2 separate regions of the Zea mays genome follow, and region 1 is linked to region 2. The links are chromatin contacts, called in public Hi-C maps. All regions are on one chromosome and are shown on one strand. Each heading gives the region's core, a stretch centred on a gene start, on an enhancer-like site or on the middle of the called end of the contact. The rest is flanking DNA. Distances are from core to core; before and after follow the strand shown.

Evidence for each region. Hi-C and Micro-C count contacts between places; a contact is called where the count stands out from the background.
Region 1: a contact with region 2 is called in a Hi-C map of ear, with 2.4 times the contacts expected there. The contact joins the promoter of LOC100276231 here to the enhancer-like site in region 2. A contact is called at or near these places in 10 of 25 Hi-C or Micro-C datasets (bundle sheath, ear, endosperm and 4 more) and 1 of 3 datasets of contacts at active chromatin or transcription factors (leaf).

What each region holds. Positions count from the first base shown.
Region 1 is chr2:190,903,075-190,907,649 of Zm-B73-REFERENCE-NAM-5.0, forward strand. LOC100276231 reads left to right here and starts at 2,403. Exons shown (of 2, transcript NM_001150069.2): 1 at 2,403-2,879. The coding sequence starts at 2,490.
Region 2 is chr2:190,811,913-190,817,033 of Zm-B73-REFERENCE-NAM-5.0, forward strand. It overlaps the pseudogene LOC103647477. Among protein-coding and RNA genes, the nearest start is that of LOC100280691, 57 kb to the left of the region's middle. Within about 2 kb of position 1,684, at least 11 of the 20 cell types and tissues checked have an H3K27ac peak or open chromatin away from gene starts, as enhancers often do. A contact at or near this core is called in ear, endosperm and tassel, where this site is marked.

The DNA of each region.
Region 1 (4,575 bases), core at 1,153-3,652, 92 kb after region 2:
CCCCAAAAATAATTGTCCGCTTATGGTGGTTAGTCCCAAGGAGCGGAGCAAAGGGCATTTCAAACTTATTTGTTTGAAATGTGGTGTCAAATGACACGGCGTCACCAAAGCATGCGTAATCCATGATAGCTTGACCATCTGCCCAGAAGAAATTAGCTATCCGACCATCTTCTTCATCTAATTGTATGGCGTAAAAAAAAGCTGGATCCTCTAATTGTTTATTCTTCAAGTATTCTAATAGTATCTGTGAATCATTGGCTGGCAAATACTTCTTGCGCTCACGTCCAATTAGATTATTGCAATCCATTCGTGAGAAGGGTACATTTTCAGCTCCTCCATACCAGTGCTTGAAAACTCATACATTTCAGCTGGCTTTATTCCAGCTTGTCGTATTTGACCAATAAGTAATTTGTCTGCCTCTTGTATCTGTCGATGGGGCCTCAGTTTGTGTACCTTGTTTGGACTAGCAAGATAATGATTATGTTCAAGAACAACCTTTTGTACTGTCCAGACCTCCTCTCGGCTAACACTGAACTGGACACGAGCATGACAACATGTTCTTGTGGTAGCATTTTCTTTCAAAGTATCATGTTTTGAATGTTTACCTTTTTCTCCTTCCTTGCTGCAAACTATATGTTTCTGATAGATAGTTCCATCAACTCTTCGTCTTGCATTGCTTTTTGTAATACTAAAACTGATCTTCCTAGCATAGGAGTTGTACATCTCATATGCATCTGCCTCTGATTTGAATGCCATTCCAACTTCAGGTACAATTGCATCTTCACTGTTATCTCGCTGCATAAAGAGATATAAATTAAAATGGTGAAACTACATAATAGATAACATCATGTCATATATTATATTACCTGGATAGTAGGTTGATCGTCAGACGTCATAGGATTCAGCAACCTTGAAGTGAAGTTGGTGGAATTTGGCGGCATCACTTCCGCCATCGAGATGTTGGAAGCACCAGCAATATGCTCCATAGCAGGGGTTGAGGATGACCTTGATCGTGAAACACCACAATATTCAATCTCCTACAGTGAAACCTTGGCTGTTGTGCGCTCCAGAATGACGATGGGAGGTCGCCGCAGCTTGTGGATCGAAACTGTGTAGCAGCGGAGAAAATGCGGAAACGGTGATGGTCTGATCCTAATTTCACGCAGCAAACGCAATCCGGCTCTGCCTCAAGGAACGGCTGGCTAGGCTCGATTAGCCATGTCATCAGCGGCTCGATTAGCTGGCATCATTAGCTATTGATTTTGGACGCCTGTCGTGCATCGAAGTGATGCCGCACGATTGACGTCTTGCGTCAGCGGTGCATAGAATTTTATTCCGTGATCTTCTACTGCAATTTGTCAAAACACCCTGAATTCACGGATTCTCTCTCGTCACCGTCTCTATTTACATTACACGCGCCTTCTACTTGAAGGGCCGTTTCGTTTGCGCGCATAAACCCGCGGCCGCGGGAGACCACACTGCTTGTCGAGTGTCGACCGCACCGTACGTGGAGAATTCCAGATGAGCACGATGGAGGGTTGGCTCAGTATGATAGCGAACCATACTTTTCGTACGAACTTGCAATCGGATCGCAGATTCGGACGGCGGAGCCTTGGCGTCTTGCTGAACTCCGACGATAGCGTGCGCAACAGGGATGGCGAAGCCGTTGGTGAGTACGCTGGAGGCTCGATTTCTTGCAGCTCTATAGCTAAGAAAAGCGATGCCGGGTCTGATGCCATGTGTGCTGGTCTGCTGGATATGCTCTAACAGTCATCCCCTTGGTCGATGAACTCCCTTATATTTCCAGTAAAGAAAAGACAGCAGCCAACGCTACCAAAATCCTGCCGGAGATACACTTGTTTCGGCCGATTGCTTGTACCCCCAGTGATGATGCATGATGGATCGGTGAACGACGGCATAAGCGATCGCCCCCAGCAGCTCGCACATCACGGCTCGCATGTTCACGCCCGCTGTCTCCACTCCACCGCCGAGCCGAGCTGGGCCTGGGCGTGTGCTTCACATGCACCGTGTACCCGATCAAGTCAGGTAGAGGTAGTCACCAGCTAAGGGCTTATTCGGTTATTTACAATACACATGAATTGGATGTGATTAGAAAAAAAAAATAAGAAGAAGTTTGAATTATTTGAGATTCAAACTCATCCAATACCACTCAATCCACATGAATTTAGAGCTAACGGAACAAACCCTAAGAAGGCTCACTCGGTCACACGTCCGCGCCACCCCAAAATAACGGTGAAACGTAAATGAGTGTGAGCATCGAAGAGAACGCTCACTCACTCCATCACTACAAACGGCAAGGCTCACGGGCAGCGTGTACGCGCATCGATAGCATTCTTGGCGTCGCTCGCCATAAGAAGCTAACCGCGCCACACTGGCCCCCCCTACCCTGCATCCCTACTGTATGCTACGAGACTACGACACTGCTGTCCCTGCCTGCACCCTGATCCAGTTCCCGGTAGCATACCACCATGGGCCTCTGCATATCCGTGTCTCTCTGGAAGGAGAAGCTCTACGGCGCCGACGGCAGCAGCCGGTCAGTGCAGTGTCGCGTCGTCCATGAGGTTGCCGGCGTGGAGAGTGGTGACTGCGAGTGCGGGAACTTGGGAAGCGACGCCGACGCGCTGGGGGTAGAGCACAAGGCGGCGGCGGCGGCGGCTCCGGCGGCCATGGGCGTGAAAAGCGGTGGAGTGGAGGGAGCTGCCGCTGCCGTGTCGGGTGGCACTCCTGTGCGGCCGATATGGCAGAGGAGGGTGCTGATGGGCGTCAAGTGCCAGCTGCCGCGGTTCAGCGGGATGGTACTCTACGACGAGAGCGGCCGGCCGGTGTGCACTGGCGTCCGGGACAGAGCTCGTGACCAGGTGCGTTCGACGCCTCTTTGCTTAGCTAGTTGACGTCAACAAAATGCACTGACGGTCTGACGCGACTTGAACGATAAATGTTCAGGGTGTGGTTCTTCCTTTGTTCTATCCAATTAATCTACAACGTGCATTCCAAAATATAATACTGGCCTTTTGGCTTTGGTCTGAAGTATTCAGATACTGTTTCTGTCAAAAAAAATTGCCATCTTTAGAACTGTGGTAAAGTATGCCATCAAATTTATATAAAAATTATGAATTTGTCGTACTAAAAAATGTCATTAGATTTATCATAAAATATACTTTAATAATATATGTATTTATCATTATAAACATTAATACTTGTATTTATATATTTGATCAAATCGCATTTACTTTAACCAAGAATGCACCTCAAGTTGCATATTTTTTATAATAGAGGTAATAAATGTTAGAGTGGACGCACAAAATTGTTCAACCTATAAATTTAAACTGAAAGAAAAGGAGGGGCAATTCAATTATATTTATATTCCAATACCTCTCTCATTCGAGCATCTATTTGGTCTCAGATATGGAATATGAGCAAACAACAATTATTTTATTTTACTTATGCTAACCAAAATTCGAACTTGTGACCTCTGTCTCTGATACCATGTTAGAGTGGACACATTAATCAGTTAATCAGAAACTTAAGCTAGTAGGAAAGTATAGATAATTTATTTATATTATATTCCAACAATACATACTATGGCCATGTTTGGTTCATTTAGTCACCTAACTAAAGTTTAGTCACTAAAGTTTGTTTAAAAACTGATTTTATTATTTTTCTAAAATCAAGATCTATCTAATGGTATATAGTTTAGAGTTGTTTGAAACTTGTATGGCTTTTATTTATAGTTTCTTACCGATTGTTACTCTTGATACATATATTCATAATTCGTCGGAGAACTTGACAAGGATCAGGAGGATACCAATTATGTTGATTATGTCGAGAGGAGTACGATAAGAATACATGTGACATGTCACCATACACTTCTTAATTATGTGTAGACATATGCTATTAGATTTTCTAGTTCTTTATCTAAGTGTATGATGATGATTTTATTACTGCATTACATTATCTTATATTGATTATAACCCCCTACATTATGTTAAAATATCTTATACATTATTACTTAAAATATAATGAGTCAAGTTATATGGCTAGTTCTACGCTCCATAGTTTGATGTGTGATATTGTTTTATGCTTACTGATGTGTTTTCAATCAGATAGTTTCGTTTTGTGGCGTACTAAGTTGTCACTTTCTGGCTATATGTATGTGTGTGCAGTGCTTATCACTTGTGTTTATGAGATATTGCTTTTAATGCTTTTGTGAAATACGTTTTGATACTTTAGGAATTTATGAATATTTATATATTATCACCAATTTCATGTGGATGTAAGCTTTTACGAATTTTTAAAAATCAAATGAGGGTACATGTTGTGATTTTACTGATCATATTTTAGATTTTGATCTTTTGTTTTTGAATTATCGATATCGTTTTTTTTTGTTTTCAAAGTTATCATTCTCGATTTCGTTTTCCGAGAAAAAAAATTAAAAAAACTATAATAATTCTAGTGTTACATACCATTGTCGACAATTTTCATTCCTAGATGTAACATATGATCCTAATAACTAACAGCTTATATGCTAGAGCGTTCTATTTTTTTAAGTTCACA
Region 2 (5,121 bases), core at 434-2,933:
GCTTCAGCTAGACCGAGAAAGAAAGCCATCCTGGCACAGAAAACCATGCGCGAGTCAGTAGTTAGTATCTGTTTCCATGCCCATCACTATTCCCTAGCTCTAGCTGGCCTCCTACCTCCTCCGCCGGAAGCGTTTCATCATTTCATTTCAGGAGACGTCGAGAGAGGCGGTGTGTTGGCTGATTGGCTCACTGGCTCAAGAGTCAGGATTTCTCATCTCTGGCGTACACGGACGCGTGATTGTGCGTGCTGTTTTGGACTACTAGTGCCATCGCCGAGCCTCAAAGGTTTTGGTCTATCAACAGATTCTTACTCAAGAGAAACAGAATTGATTTGGTGATGCATAGCAGTCTCGTTGAATTAGTCGTGACAAATTAAATATCATGCATGCAAAAGACCCTTATCCTTGGTGGCTGCCCAGTGCCTGATCTTTAATAAAGGCCTTAGGTCATCATCAATTTCTGTTCCATGCATGAGCAACACAATGTTTTTCCAACAAGATCCAATGGGAAGCAAACACCGAAAGATTCCATGCACGTCACAGTAAGTAAAGCTCTAGCAGCTATCCCGTCGTCTTCGATTTGCCTAACGGCTACTGCCTCTCCTATCCTGCTCCTCCTCACAGTCACAGGGCTAGCTCAAACACTAGGCAGCACTACTGGATCGATCCAGCTAGCGATCTTCCACTGTCCACACACTGGACCATCAGGCATCAGCATCTGATTCTATCACACCTCATAACGCACGCGCCAATTCATGCAAGCCCCGCGGCCGGCGTCCCGTTGGCAAAAAAAGCAAGTATTGATTTAGCTAGCGAATAAGAAGCTAGAGGACGTCCTCTCTCACGATGGAGGACATGTAGCAGCAGCTGCAGGCCACCTCGCCGGAACGGCGTCCAGCTGCGGGCGCGCGTGGAACTTGTGGCGGCAGCCGAGGCAGGTGATCTGGAGAAGCGTCGCGTTCACCTGGCGCAAGGCGTGGTCCCGGACCGCGTGGGCGCGGCTCAGCTCCACCTGCGCCTGCCGCCGCATCCGCTTGGCGCTCGCCAGCTCCCGCTCGGCCAGCTCCGCTTGCCGCTTCGCCTGCGCGCGGGCTTCGTCCGCCGCCGCCTTCTCCGCCACAGCTTGCCGCAGCTGCTCCCGCGCCTCCTCCTCCCTCGCTGCGGCCAGCACCTCGTCGCCCGCGTCCCCGCAGACGCCGATGGACAGCTGCAGCTGCATGGCCATGGCGGCGGCGTGGCTCTGTGACGGAGCCGCCGGAGTACGTGGTGGCGCGTCACCGCCCGCGCCGCTGCAGGACGGCGGCATGAGCTGCAGCTCGAGGTTGTGCCCGCCGCGGTGGTGGACCGATGGCGGTGGTGTCCGCGGCGACGGGACTTGTTCGAACCAGTGGAACGCGGCGGTCGATGCAGGGCTTGGAATCGCCGGTGCCGGACCGGCGGGCCAGGCGGCCACCGGGCTGATGGCAATGTCGCTGGACGGGCTGGTGCTCGACGCGGTCCTCGACAGTGACATGGCCGGCGGCGCCTGCTGCTGCGACCCGGCACTAGCAGCAGCCACACCGGCGCCCGCCCGTGCCTGCCCGGCGTTGCAGCTATCCTGGTGCTCTATGAAGCTCTCCACACTGCACATTGGATAGAGACATCATCAGATGAGCCTGGGTCTGCACAGATGAGCACTAATAATCATCAAATTTTCGACGTAGTATACAGGGCTCCCGGGTCCCGGCCTGCCTATAGAAAACACTCCCGTACAGTATCATCTGGAAAAAAAAGGGGGGGAACATTTTGGCTACTAGTAGTACATAGTACATGAGTGCAAAAGACCAAAGATGCCTGCGCGCGTGAACTGAACTCAAGAACAAAAGCCAAGAGCGTAAGCAGAGAGACTTTATTGCATGTGTGAGCAGAATTAACGTCGCTGCTGCTAGGTGCTAGCACGGCGAGAGGATCCAAAGAGGCCGGCTGGCCTCGGAGTCAGCTTGTCAGGCTTGGAGTTTTGGGCCCTGGCGGGGCTGCCGGCTGCGGCGCTACGCCGTGCAGCCATCGAGTGGCGCGCCAAGACGACGCTGGCCTTTGCCCTTCGCCGCGCTGCCCGCTGCAGCGCGGGCACAAAGCCGAAACCCCCAGCAAAAACTTGCAGAACCGTGGAAGCAATAGGAAACTCCCAGCAAGGGAAAGGCCACCACCGACATTGATGCGCACGATCGACACACACAGCTCTGCCCTCGGGAGTTGTGCTCTGATCCACCCTGCCGCCCTTTCCTTTCCCTTGTTTAATGCCGCAATAAAGCAGACATCCCAAAAAGAGAGCGGAGCCGGAGCCGCCGCCGCCGCCGGCAATGTACAGTGTGATGTAAGGTACTCCCCAGAGCCCCGGCCCCCCCGGCTGCCGTGCAGCTGGGGTGGGGTGGTGAACCAAACAGACGAAATAAAAAGAAAGGTGAGAAAAAAACATATTCTGATTTTAGGGTAAGTCTGAGAACTCTATTTTTTTCAAAGAATTCCTATTTTCTTAGAAAAAATAAACAAATTTTAGAAAAATAGAAATCACTTGGAAAAATAGGATTTCCAAACTAACTAGTCCTTAATAGTTTTTCTAATCTTTATGAGAGGCAGAGCTGAGCAGTATGGACTGGAGATAGGCTGTTGAGCGAGCCAAATGAATGATCACTAGGAGAAGTTGGTTACTTTACCGTGAGAAGACGCGGCCGCAGTCGCAGGAGTGGCCGCGGGTGCCGCAGGTCTTGAGGTGGGCCTTGTAGTCGGAGTGGACGGCGTAGGCCTTGGAGCAGCGGGCGCAGGCCCACTGGCGCTGGCCGCTGTGCTTGCGGCGGAAGTGCTTCTTGATGCCGACGAGGTCGCCCAGCGCGTGGGAGGGGTGGTGGTGCAGGCAGCTGGGCTCCGGGCACACGAAGACCCGCTTCCGCGCCGCCTCCCCGGCCTCCCGCTTCAACAGCTTCCACGGCACCTTGTGCCGCCGCCGATGCATCTGCAGGTTCTGGTCGCGCTGGAACCCCTGCCCGCAGATCTCGCACACGTACCGGTCCGACTCCAGCAGCGTCCGCGGCGACAGCGACACCACCTCCGCGTCTGGGTCTGCAGCCATTACCGTACCGCCGCGCATACATACGCGCGCGGACGGGCGTTACTACACATGTTGCAAGATGGATGGATGGATCGACCGATCTAGGAGTCTGCACCCAGCTTATATAGAAGCTACCATGCATGTAGCCAACTGGAGCATATAGACTGCAGACATATGTCGAACGGCTGTCTCTGGATTTGCTTACCTGGTGTGCCGGCGGGCCGGCGCTTCTTCTTTGTAGTGGCGGCGGCGGCGGCGACCGTGGTGGCGATCTGCAGCGAACGGAACGGCTCTGGCGTAGCCTCGTCGGGAGGTGAACAGGCCGAGGGGGCGCAGAAGCCCAACATGGGTGCCGCCGTGCCGGCGAGGCGATCTTGGTGAAGAACAGCGCTAAGAATAGTACGGACTACGGGACAAGAAGAAGAGCCAGAAAACTTGCTCCTTTTATTTCTCCTACCTCTGGTTTGATCAGGCGACGGAGACGGAATGGGATGGGGATTAGATTGGACGTATATATAGCCGCTGAGCGGCAGAGGGGATCAACAACGAGATGGGGGAACAAACAAGAAACGAGATGACGAGAGGTGAATACTGATGAAGTACTACTAGTACAGTAGTACTAGTATAGCCAATAATTACATCTCAGGTTGTGCTGGGATTAGGAATTAGGGAGGGAGGTGGTAGGAAGAAGGGGCCTTGGTGTTGGCTTTTGTGGAGCTGCTACAGTGACAGCACCAAACCAGAGAGAGCCAGAGAGATGATGCACCTTTCCACGCTTGCTTTAGGTTTTAGCAGCTTTCTTTGCGGGGATTACATTACATGAGAAGGAAGGGGAAAGCTGGAGTTGGTGGTGGGTTTGCATGCATTGTGCCCTGTCCTTGCAGCAGAGGAAGAGAACATGGAGATGAGCAATTTGATCATGCATCTCAACGCAATTGATAAAACACCTTTTTGCTGCATGGAAAGGGAGTTTGCAGTGTTTTTGGTCGCTCATCCAATTACTCAGCTACACTGATCTAACTACGAAATAATCGAGGGGCTTAATTTATCTGGCAAAACTGGTTCCGTATAGTAATCCTTTTTTATAGGTGCACTGCCTATAGGTGTCAGGGTTCATTTTTGAGTAAAAATGGTGTTGGTGTTCAATTAAGCAGTAAAAAGAACTTCTAGTTTCAAGAGAATCACACATGTAAAATTGGGTGGGTTGAAGTAGCGGTAGTTCAATTTCAGTCTGGTCCATGAGGAACTGTCTAATCCATGGCTGCAGCACTGTTGCTAGGTAGGCATGTTTATGTGTTCTCCAATAGACAAGGATTTTTTTTTCTCATATCGTGATTAGCACCTACGGCGCTACTGCCTCTGAGTTTGTCATTCTCTCCAGAAGGATTCGGGCGGTCGATCTGGCCGAGTTTATTGACAGATAGGAATGATGGGTTTGGAAGCTTATTGTGCACTCTAGCTATAATAATCCAGTCTAAATTGCTACTAACTGATCGAGTAATAAAATAACATGCATGTCATCTGCAATGCCAGTTGAGTAGCTAGCTTGATGCTAGCCTCCAAATGGAAGGTTTTCTTGCGCCCGGAGGCCGAGCGATAAGCTGTCTCCCAGGGTTTTCGTGGTGGTATAATAAGGTATACTTGATAAGTCAAAGGATAATATAAAGGTAAGAGTGGATATGAAAGTGTTATGAGATAGACTAAACCAAGAGATAAAAAAACATAGTAGTGAAAAGATATGGAGAAGACCTAAGGCCGATTTCATCCTGAGCCAGGCCTAGAGGAAGGAAGTACTAGAGTGTATCAAGATGTTAAAGATTCCTTCGACCACTATGCCATCGCTCCCGATGCAGTAGACCGGGACGACAAGGAATTCAACAACAAGACTGAGCGGGTGAAAGAAGAGTTGTGGGTAAGTCTTTCTCGCATTATATTGTTTAATATATCACATTCGTTGCACATTCTTGAAATAATGTATGGATACATCATCTTTGTATGCAAGATTTCTTCAGATACGAGCCTGGATACGAGGGCAC